Regions from separate parts of the Pan troglodytes genome. Here region 2 is linked to region 1. A link is a contact called in public Hi-C data. All regions are on one chromosome and are shown on one strand. Each heading gives the region's core, a stretch centred on a gene start, on an enhancer-like site or on the middle of the called end of the contact. The rest is flanking DNA. Distances are from core to core; before and after follow the strand shown.

Region 1 (4,735 bases), core at 641-3,140:
CTTCATTTCAGTCCAGTGCTGGGTCAGCAACCCCAGGACACCTTTGACACTGGACGTAGTGTCAAATGGGGCAAAATAGATACTTGCATTCAGTTCACAGGTCCTGGTATTTCTCCCTTTGAAATGCAGAAGATACAACTTTTGGTTCCTTATGAAAGCTTTTCGTCTCCTATGTGGAGAGGCTCTGGAGCACACCTGTGTGAATGTGTGTGTGTGTGTGTGTATGTGTATGCGTGTATGTGTATGTATGTGTGCGTAGGCATGTGTGTATGTGTGTGTATGTGTGTATGTGTATGTGTGTGTATGTGTATGTATGCATGTGTTTGTGTGTATGTGTATGCATGTGTATGTGTGTACATGTGTGCATGTGTATGTATGCACGTGTATGCGTGTATGTGTGCATGTGCATGTGTGCATGTATATGCGTGCGTGTATGCGTGTGTATGCATGTATGTGTGGGTACGTGTATGTATGCATGTGTGTGTGCATGTGTGCGTGTATGCATGTGTATGTGTGCGTGTGTGTATGTGTGTATATGCATGTATATGTGTGCATGTATGCATGTGTGTATGTGTATGTGTGTGTGTGTGTTCATCTATTTGGATCATTTCTCATCTCATCTCTTGCTTCCCAACCCTGCCTCAGCCCACTCTCACTGCAGGAGTGTTTTAACTCCCTGCAAGCCAGTTTGAAGGCCCCTTGTCTAATCCAGCAGGACACTAATGGGTGTGTGTTTTGTGTGTGTGTGGTGCCAACAGTGTAATTGGGAAGTCACCTTCCACTAATAAAATACATGATGCTGGAAACAAGATCTAGCTGAAGCCACTTGTTTTGCCTCAGCTGTAGTCTGTTGTCTCTGAGGGCTAAAAGGGGGAAGCCCAAATAAGAGATGATGTTGTGGTCCCTATAACACGTTTATGGACAGGGCTGACACAGGAACACATCTGAAAACTTCCTGAGGTTGAGTCTAAGGGAACATAATAGATGGAAATGCAGAGTAGCCAGGTTGGAGTGAGCTGGTGGGTGAGTGAGATGGTGGGTGAGTGGGTGCGGATGATGGGGAGAGAACTATTGAACAGGCTGGGATATCATCTCCTCTAGTCTCAGTCTGTCCCTTCATAAAAGAATTTAAATTCCCTCACAAAGAATCTAAACACATAACAGTAGGGGACTGACTGACTCCATCACCTTTTAAATACGCGATGAAATATACTGCAACCATTAAGAAGGGTGTGGAGGAAGTGGATTTATTGACATGGAACAATGTTCATGATCTACTGTTGTTTTGTTTTTAGAGATAGGGTCTAACTCTGTCACCCAGGCTGGAGTGCAGTGACACAATCATAGCTCACTGTAACATCAAACTCCTGGGCTCAAGTGATCCTCCCACCTCAGCCTCCTGAGTAGCTGGGACTACAGGCGTGAGCTGTTGTGCTTGGCTTCATGATCTTTTGTTGTGCATACGTACAGTATTGTCTCGTTTTTTTCGTGTGTGAAAAGCGAATGAATTCTAAATGTTGAAAGTGGCTCCTAGTTATAGGTGACTTTTCTGTCATCTTTTTATTTTCTATATTTTTCTTCATTGAAAATATATTACTTGTAAATTTTTTCAAAGGATAAAATTCTTTAATAATAACATATGCCCTTGGAAATATTTCTTTGATGTTTAATTGGAGAGAGGAATTAGACGAAGAATACTCTTGACTGTCAAAGTGAGAGCCTGGGTCCCACCCACCAACCCCCACCAACCCGCCCCCCACCCCCTGCGCTCCCTCCACTGCTTTCCATCTCAAAGCTCCTGTCAGCGGGATTGCCCTTCTGAGCCCTGCTGGGAAGGATGTGGGAGATATGATAAGCATCACTGCCTTCATTAGCAGAGGGGCCTAGGGGGCCTTAGGCAGGCTGAGTGACTGGCTCTGAAATCCCTGGTTAATCGGTCCTACAGGAGGTAGGAACTGGCCTTCCTTTCTCTCTCCTTCTGTTTTCCAGCTGCCAGCTGCTCCTCTAATGAATAGGTTTTCTTCTGGTTTCAGTCCCATGACTTTGCTTTCCAAGCGCTATTGTACCCAGGCCAGCTGGTTAGCAGGACTGGTTTTTAGGGTTATAGAGTCTTCAGGTCACACAGGGGTTAAGTGCCATGGGAAAGGCCCAAGCAAAGTTAGAAGGTCACCAGGAAATCAGGAGGCAGGGCAAGGGTGAAAGGAGGTGGGCCTCCCTGCACGCACAGTCTGGGCGAGTGTCCACTAAGTTGGCAGAGCATTGTTAGGGACTTGCCGGTAGGGTTCCTACAACAAAACAATCAGGGCCTGGGTGGGAGCCAGGAGAGTGTCCAGGTGTTCCAGCAGACAGCGATGCAGACTTTTGCCATGGCTTTCAAAGGATGAAGTGGGTCATGCCCCCCTTCTCAGCAGTCCTGTGCCCTCCGAGGGGTACGACGATGCCAGTGAGGGGGTCCTCTTGAGTTCCCATAATTCCTGCAGTGAGGAGCTCAGAACCATTGTGCAGCTTTAGAAAACTGTTTGCCTTGGGAGGCTGAGGTGGGCAGATTACAAGGTCAGGAGTTCGAGACCAGCCTGACCAACATGGTGAAACCCCATCTCTACTAAAAATACAAAAATTAGCTGAGTGTGGTGGTGTGCACCTGTAATTCCAGCTACTCAGGAGGCTGAGGCAGGAAAATCGCTTGAACCTGGGAAGTGTAGGTTGCAGTGGGCGGAGATTGTGCCATTGCACTCCAGCCTCGGTGATAGAGTGAGACTCTGTCTCAAAAAAAAAAAGAAAAGAAAAGAAAAGAAAAGAAAACTGTTTGCCTGCAGGACTCTTTGTTGTTTGTTTTTACTGGGACCTGGGACCTCTCTCAGTATGGGGAGAGCTTTTTTTTGAGACAAAGCCTCACTCTGTTGCCCAGGTTGGAGTACAGTAGTGCAATCTCTGCTCACTGCAACCTCCGTCTCCTGGGTTCAAGTGATCCTCCTGCCTCAGCCTCCCTAGTAGCTGGGATTACAGGCATGTGCCACCAAGTCTTGCTAATTTTTGTATTTTTAGTAGAGACAGGGTTTCACCATGTTGTCCAGGCTGGTCTTGAACTCCTGGCCTCAAGTGATCCACCCGCCTTGGCCTCCCAACGTGCTGGGATTACAGGTGTGAGCCACTGCACCCGGCCAGTGTGGGGAGAGCTTACCTGGAGAAAAGGAGAGGCCTGAGAACACCCAGCCTTCCCAGCACTCTGGGGCTGTAGCCTCTCAACTCTTCTTGGCTGCTCTTCTGAGAATAAAAGAATTCTCACATACCAATTTCAGGGGGCACAGCTGGAAAGTAGGGAGCAGTGGTTAAGAACTCTGCCTCCTTCTAGCTGCTCTGAGCCACAGTTTCTTTATAGGCAAAAGGAAATACTCATAGTGTATGTTTCCAGGTTGCTGTGAGATAATGTAGCATAAAGAATTGAGAGGGCAGTGCTGGGAACATACCAAGCAGGGATGAACTTGAAAAACATGTAACAACCAGTAAGGGCAGAGGAAGCTCCTTCTTTGCAGATTGGAGGTCAAGATTGTGCTGGAGCAGGTTCTGGAGAACACTTCAGTGCCAGCATTAACCTATTAGCTGCTGGGCTGTGGGGAGTTTCCAGAGAGGCATTGGGTGAGGAAGAGGGGTGATGCTATTTATAATCAACTATGAAATTATTTAAATATTTTAATAATAAGCTATGGCTGTATACTATGTAAATAGTAACTGTAGTTCTAAGTATTAGTAAATATTAATGGTTAATTAGTATAAAGATTAGCTATAGGGCTTTTATAGCTAGATTCCCTCTTCCCCAACACGCACACATATACCTCCATTCTTATTTATTTATTTAATTTATTCTTGAGACAGTCTCACTCTGTTGCCCAGGCTGAAGTGCAATGGTGCGATCTCTGCTTACTGCAACCTCTGCCACCCAGGTTCAAGCGATTCTTCTGCCTCAGCCTCCCGAGTAGCTTGGATTACAGGTGCACATCACCATGCCCAGCTAATTTTTGTATTTTTAGTAGAGGCAGGGTTTCACCATGTTGGCCAGGATGGTCTTGAACTCCTGACCTCATGTGATCCACCTGCCTTGGCCTCCCAAAGTGCTGGGATTTTAGGTGTGAGCCACTGCGCCGGGCCTTCATTCTTAACTTTAAAGACAGAAAAACAAGCAAGCACTTAGGAAAAGTACAGGACCAACATGGGTCAGACTTGGATTCCAACTGTTCAGATGTGCAGTATTCTGGAGCCCAGAAACACATGTGCACCACCAGCCAGAGGGCAACTGCTTTCAGACAAGCAAAGCTCTGTTCTCAAGGCCCAGAGTTGGGTGGACCTTCCTGTCATGCTCCACCCAATGTGGAATCTGCAAGTTACCAGAGTGGAGTTTCAAGGAGACATCACTGGTTGGGGGTATGGAAAAACACCCCTGCACTTGCATGGCAAATCAAAAGGAACTCTGTATAAGTTTGCTAAGTGCTCTGATCTGAATGTTGGTGTCTCCCTAAAATTTCAATATGTTCCAATATGTTGAAAGCTAATACCTGATGTGATAGTATTACCAGGTGGGCCTTCTGGGAAGTGATTAAGTCATGAGGGATCTGCCCACAGGAATGCCATTAATTCATTTATAAAAGAAGTTGGGGGGAGTGCCCTTCTGACCCTTCCACCATGTGACGAAGTGACACAAGGCACCATCGGTGAAGCAGACAGCAGCCCTCACCAGACA
Region 2 (4,735 bases), core at 954-3,453, 170 kb before region 1:
TTTACCAGTAATTTAAGGAAAACAATGTAATAGGAAAAAAACTACCAATTCACCCTTTTTAAGTTAACTTCTTACCTCTTGACTATAAGTGCGTCTCTTTATTTCTGGAGAACTTTCTGGGGAAGAAATATTCTGTATATAAAGAAAGAATTAGAATTGAAAATTTAAAAATACGTAAGTATATCCATAATAATTATAGAAATGAAAACAAAATGAAAAATATACAGACTTTAGTTTTAGATCTTGTTTCCTGTTTATTTCCATTCCCCAAATAAGACTGCTTTAAGATCAATTTGATACACACATTTAGTCTACTGTGTATATCAACAAGATGAAAGTTATGCTCATTTTAGTAAAAATAAAAACATCTAAATTCATATAAATGAATTTTTCTGATTTTTAGTTTCTTACAACCTTTTTTTTGTATTCTCAGCACACTAGTTGTTAAAGGAGGGGAAAGAGCTCTTAAAAGAAATTCCATCCCCCCAAGTGTTGAATTTTTTTTTCTCCATTAAAATTTCTCACCTCAAAGTGCATGGTATTTCCTGGTGTACCAGGAGTTACTGGGGTAACTGGTGAATATATGGGTTTATAACCATTTCTACAAGTTTCATCATCTGATTTTATCCGTGGAGGCGTGGCAAAAGATGGGTCCATAGGAGTAATATCGGTGTGAGTTGGTGTAGCATACGGGGAAGGAGTAGGTGTGGAGGTTTCTGAGTAAACCGAATCTAGCAACTGATAAAATCTTCGTTTTTTTAGTGGTGTAGTTAAATCTGTTGGTGAAATAATAATCTGTAAGAAATTACACTGTTGCTATTTGTTAAAATCTGTTTGTGTCACATTCTGGGAAAGATAAAATATAAACAATGGCAGTTATGACTTTTACCCCAAAACTGAATTTCAAGGTTTTAAAAAAATGGTACTAACATGAAGCAGTGCCCCCTTCCCTCCCCAATTAGCAAGCATTACCTTGCCTGGAGGGATTATAGGCCTAGGGGTCTCAAAGTATCTTACAAGTACTGATGTTACTTTAACTGATTTGTAAGAGTCCTTGTCTGTCTGAAAAGCAGCCAGTCCAGAAGCCTTTAAATATTCATAAACCCCAGCATACGTGGTATTGTGAACTGGTATCTTCAGCCAAAAAATACAGAGGACAGAAAAGAGAAAATCTATACAACAATGTGCTTCTCTTCTAAAGTGCATACCAGTAACTAGAATATGCCTGTTATAAAGCTGTATGTATGCCCTGCCACATTTCTCAAACCAAAACTCTGAAAAAAAAATTCTACCTGGAAGGGAACAGCTGTCATTTAATAGTAGTGGACTTTTATTTTCACCATTGACTGCAGGACTTCTGGATCTTTCTTGACAGGGTGAATTAAATCTATGTAAAATTGCTGAATTTTCTTCTTCCAGAGCTTGTTTCAACCATCGCTGAATAAAACAGAATACATGAATGAACAGGAATCAGTTTGTAGCTGTTTATATAGCCTGTAAATACAGAGCCGATTCCAAAAGCATTTCACTACCATGGATGGTAGTAAGGAATGAGTTGGCATTTGGCTCATTCTACATTTTTACTTCCAAAGAAAAGTTTACCTTCTTGCATGAACCAGAAATGTTTTCAGTAGGTTCTTTTCTTCTCCTTTTTTCTGAAAGGAATGGTGAAGTAAATCTAATATAATGCTTAGGAGTGGAGTATACATGGGGGCTGTAAGTGAGACCTGGTAAAGAATTGAGTTGTGTAGCTAACACTTCAGGATCTGTAGTTATGCGTAGAGGCCTTTCTGAAAGGCCATCTGAAGGTTTTCCTGTCTTCTCATTCTTCTCACTTAACCATTCATTAACCAAGTGCTAGAGAAAAGAAAAAAATTGGATCATTATATAATTCCAAATTCTCCTTTGAATATTCTAATATCAGATTTGAAATTGGTGTATTATCTAAAATGATAAATTGGGTAATTTAAATCATTCATATGTGATCAAAATATCAGTATGTCCTTTCACATTTCTTAGTTATCTACTGTTATTCTGAAACTTTTTACCCAATTATTTTGTAGAACAAAACATATGGTTGCTTTTTAAATATTTATATTACATGAAATTTATATTACTTTTTTTTTGAGACAAGATATCTCTGTCATCAGGCTGGAGTGCAGTGGTGCAGTCTCGGCTTACTGAAGCCTCCGCCCCCTGGGCCCAGGTGTGATCCCTCCACTTCAGCCTCCTGAGTAGCTGGGACAAGGCGCTCACCACCACGCCTGGCTAATTTTTAAAGTATTTTGTAGAGACAAGGTCCGCTATATTGCCCAGGCTGGTCTCAACCCCTGGGCTCAAGCAGTCCTCCCGCCTCAGCCTTGCAAAGTGCTGAGTTTACAGGTGTGAGCCACCGTGCCCAGCCAAGCTTTTTAATATAGTTACAACTAGAGACACGTCAGTACCATTTTATTAAACACACTAAATTTAGGTTTACTACCGCTTCTATTATAGGTATAAGATGTTCCATCTGTTAGAAAAATCTGATTTTAGGCAGTGTTTTCCTACAATAGCTGCCCATCAGAATCTCCTGGAGATGAGGACAGTGCACAGTACTTTTTTTGAGAAAGGGTGAGTTGCCCAGCCTGGAGTGCAGTGGCGTGATCATGGCTCACTGTAGCCTTGACCTCCTGGGCTCAAGTCATCCTACCACCTTAGCCTCCAAACTAGCTGGGACTACAGGTGTGCACCACCATGCCCAGCTAATTTTTTTGTTTTAAATTTTCTGTTGAGACAGGGTCTCGTTATGCTGCCCAGGCTGGTTTTGAACTCCTGGGCTCAAGTGATCCTCCCACCTTAACCTCTCCAAATGTTGGGATTGCAGGCATAAGCCACCACACCTGGCTCACGATACATACGTATTTAAAAGTCACCATTGACAATCCCTGATTTAAGGGGTTTGGAATATCTCTTAAGGTTCTTGTGCTTTGAAATTTTTCATAGTCATTAATTCTGCTGATTCTCTGATCTACAACATACATAATACAGTCTCTATTGGCTATATGAATATACCTGACCCTGAAGTATAAATTACTACTTTAAAAAAAAACGAGTAACCATTCATATTGTTATCTACTTAGCAAATGATATTTTAATTTCCAAGCGTAAATGTAACTTATAGAAAATATGGCCGGGTGTGGTGGCTCACGCCTGTAATCACAGCACTTTGGGAGGCTGAGGCAGGTGGATCACAAGGTCAGGAGATGGAGACCATCCTGGCCAACATGGTGAAACCTGTTTCTACTAAAATACAAAAAAATTAGCTGGTTGTGGTGGTGCGCGCTTGTAGTCCAGCTACTCAGGAGGCTGAGGCAGGAGAAGCACTTGAACCCGGGAGGCGGAGCTTGCAGTGAGCCGAGATCACACCACTGCACTCCAGCGTGGGCAACAGAGCGAAACTCCATCTCAAAAAAAAAAAAAAAAAGAAAAAGAAAATGTACAGAACTTAGTATATATAAATGTGCATATGTATATATATATACACACACACACACACACACACACAGAAACACACACATTTTAAAAATCTACCCATCCTTTTTTCCAAAGGTAACCACTGTAAACATTTTAGCATCTTTTCTGTCCCTCTCTGTATATAGAACTCCATTCCTAGGACTGCAGTAGTGAAACACATGGAGTCTGGAGCCAGACTGCCAGGAGGGTGAATCCTGGCTTTGCCATTTACACTATGACCATGAGCAAGTTAAGTAACTTTTTTATATCTCAATCTTTATCTGTAAAAGAAGGGTTGTGATAGAACCTAGTTCTATAAATAGGATTGTTATGAAGATTAAAAGTTCAATAACATACTCTTAGAACAGTATCTGGCACAGAAAAAGTGACATGTATTATTAAACTGAATGAGGCCTTTAGGGGAAATCATGATAATTTGGTACTCTGTCAAACAGTATGTTGTTTAAAATAACAAAATCTGCAGGCAAAAGAGGCTTTTTAAGAGAATCAGATAGGATGTAGAAGCCTACATCTCAGACCAGGGATTTAAATAAATTTATAGTACCACAACTTTGTTAAAAGTTTAATAAAAGGTAGGGATTATGTCATATTTGTAATTGAGAAAGTAGTTTCACTTCTTTTAAGCCTGAGGTTTTTTCTTTTCACTTTACAAAGTTAGAATTTTTTTGTCCATTGTTACAGGCAAATATTGGGTTGCTTAAGCTACGGCGGTGCAGTAAGGAGAGTACAGACTTTTAATTAGAAACAACTGTGTTTAGATTGTCTCTAATGAAACCTGCGACTTTGGCAAGTAAATTATTTAACTTGTGCTATTAAAATATAATCCTGGGTTCATACTAGAATTTTACTAAACGTACACGTCATGGTTTAGCAGCATGCCTACAAACTGTACTGAATTAGGTAAGAACAAAGACAGAATAAATGAAATTTCAAAGTAAAGTGTGTGAGAAGTATACATTCATGATCTACCCCTAAACAGCATAAGGATTACCACACTTTAGTATCTCTGCCCCAATCTGCTGTACTCTAGTCAGAGTGGGAGACAAAGAGCAGCTTCATTAGGATGTTCTGTTATTTCTGATCTGAAAAAGCTCAGGTTGTTTACCGTAATTGCTTAAGTCTGACAGTAGTGTTTCAGAGATTTTTATTAATAATTACACCTAAAACTACTCTTTCTTACAAATTTTCATAGTACATTCTGTGGAAATCAATTTCTTCACAT

What was found. A called contact is a pair of places that touch in the nucleus more often than the background predicts.
Region 2: a contact with region 1 is called in a Hi-C map of induced pluripotent stem cells, with 1.7 times the contacts expected there. The contact joins two enhancer-like sites. A contact is called at or near these places in 2 of 7 Hi-C or Micro-C datasets (both in induced pluripotent stem cells).

Annotation. Positions count from the first base shown.
Region 1 is chr6:120,312,761-120,317,495 of NHGRI_mPanTro3-v2.0_pri, reverse strand. No RefSeq gene overlaps it. Among named protein-coding and RNA genes, the nearest start is that of KMT2E, 81 kb to the left of the region's middle. Within about 2 kb of position 1,890, at least 5 of the 24 cell types and tissues checked have an H3K27ac peak or open chromatin away from gene starts, as enhancers often do. A contact at or near this core is called in induced pluripotent stem cells, where this site is marked.
Region 2 is chr6:120,484,394-120,489,128 of NHGRI_mPanTro3-v2.0_pri, reverse strand. It overlaps KMT2E (lysine methyltransferase 2E (inactive)), which reads right to left. Exons shown (of 27, transcript XM_003318730.7): 18 at 1,603-1,857; 19 at 1,293-1,437; 20 at 526-776; 21 at 76-132. Among named protein-coding and RNA genes, the nearest start is that of KMT2E, 90 kb to the right of the region's middle. Within about 2 kb of position 2,203, at least 1 of the 24 cell types and tissues checked has an H3K27ac peak or open chromatin away from gene starts, as enhancers often do. A contact at or near this core is called in induced pluripotent stem cells, where this site is marked.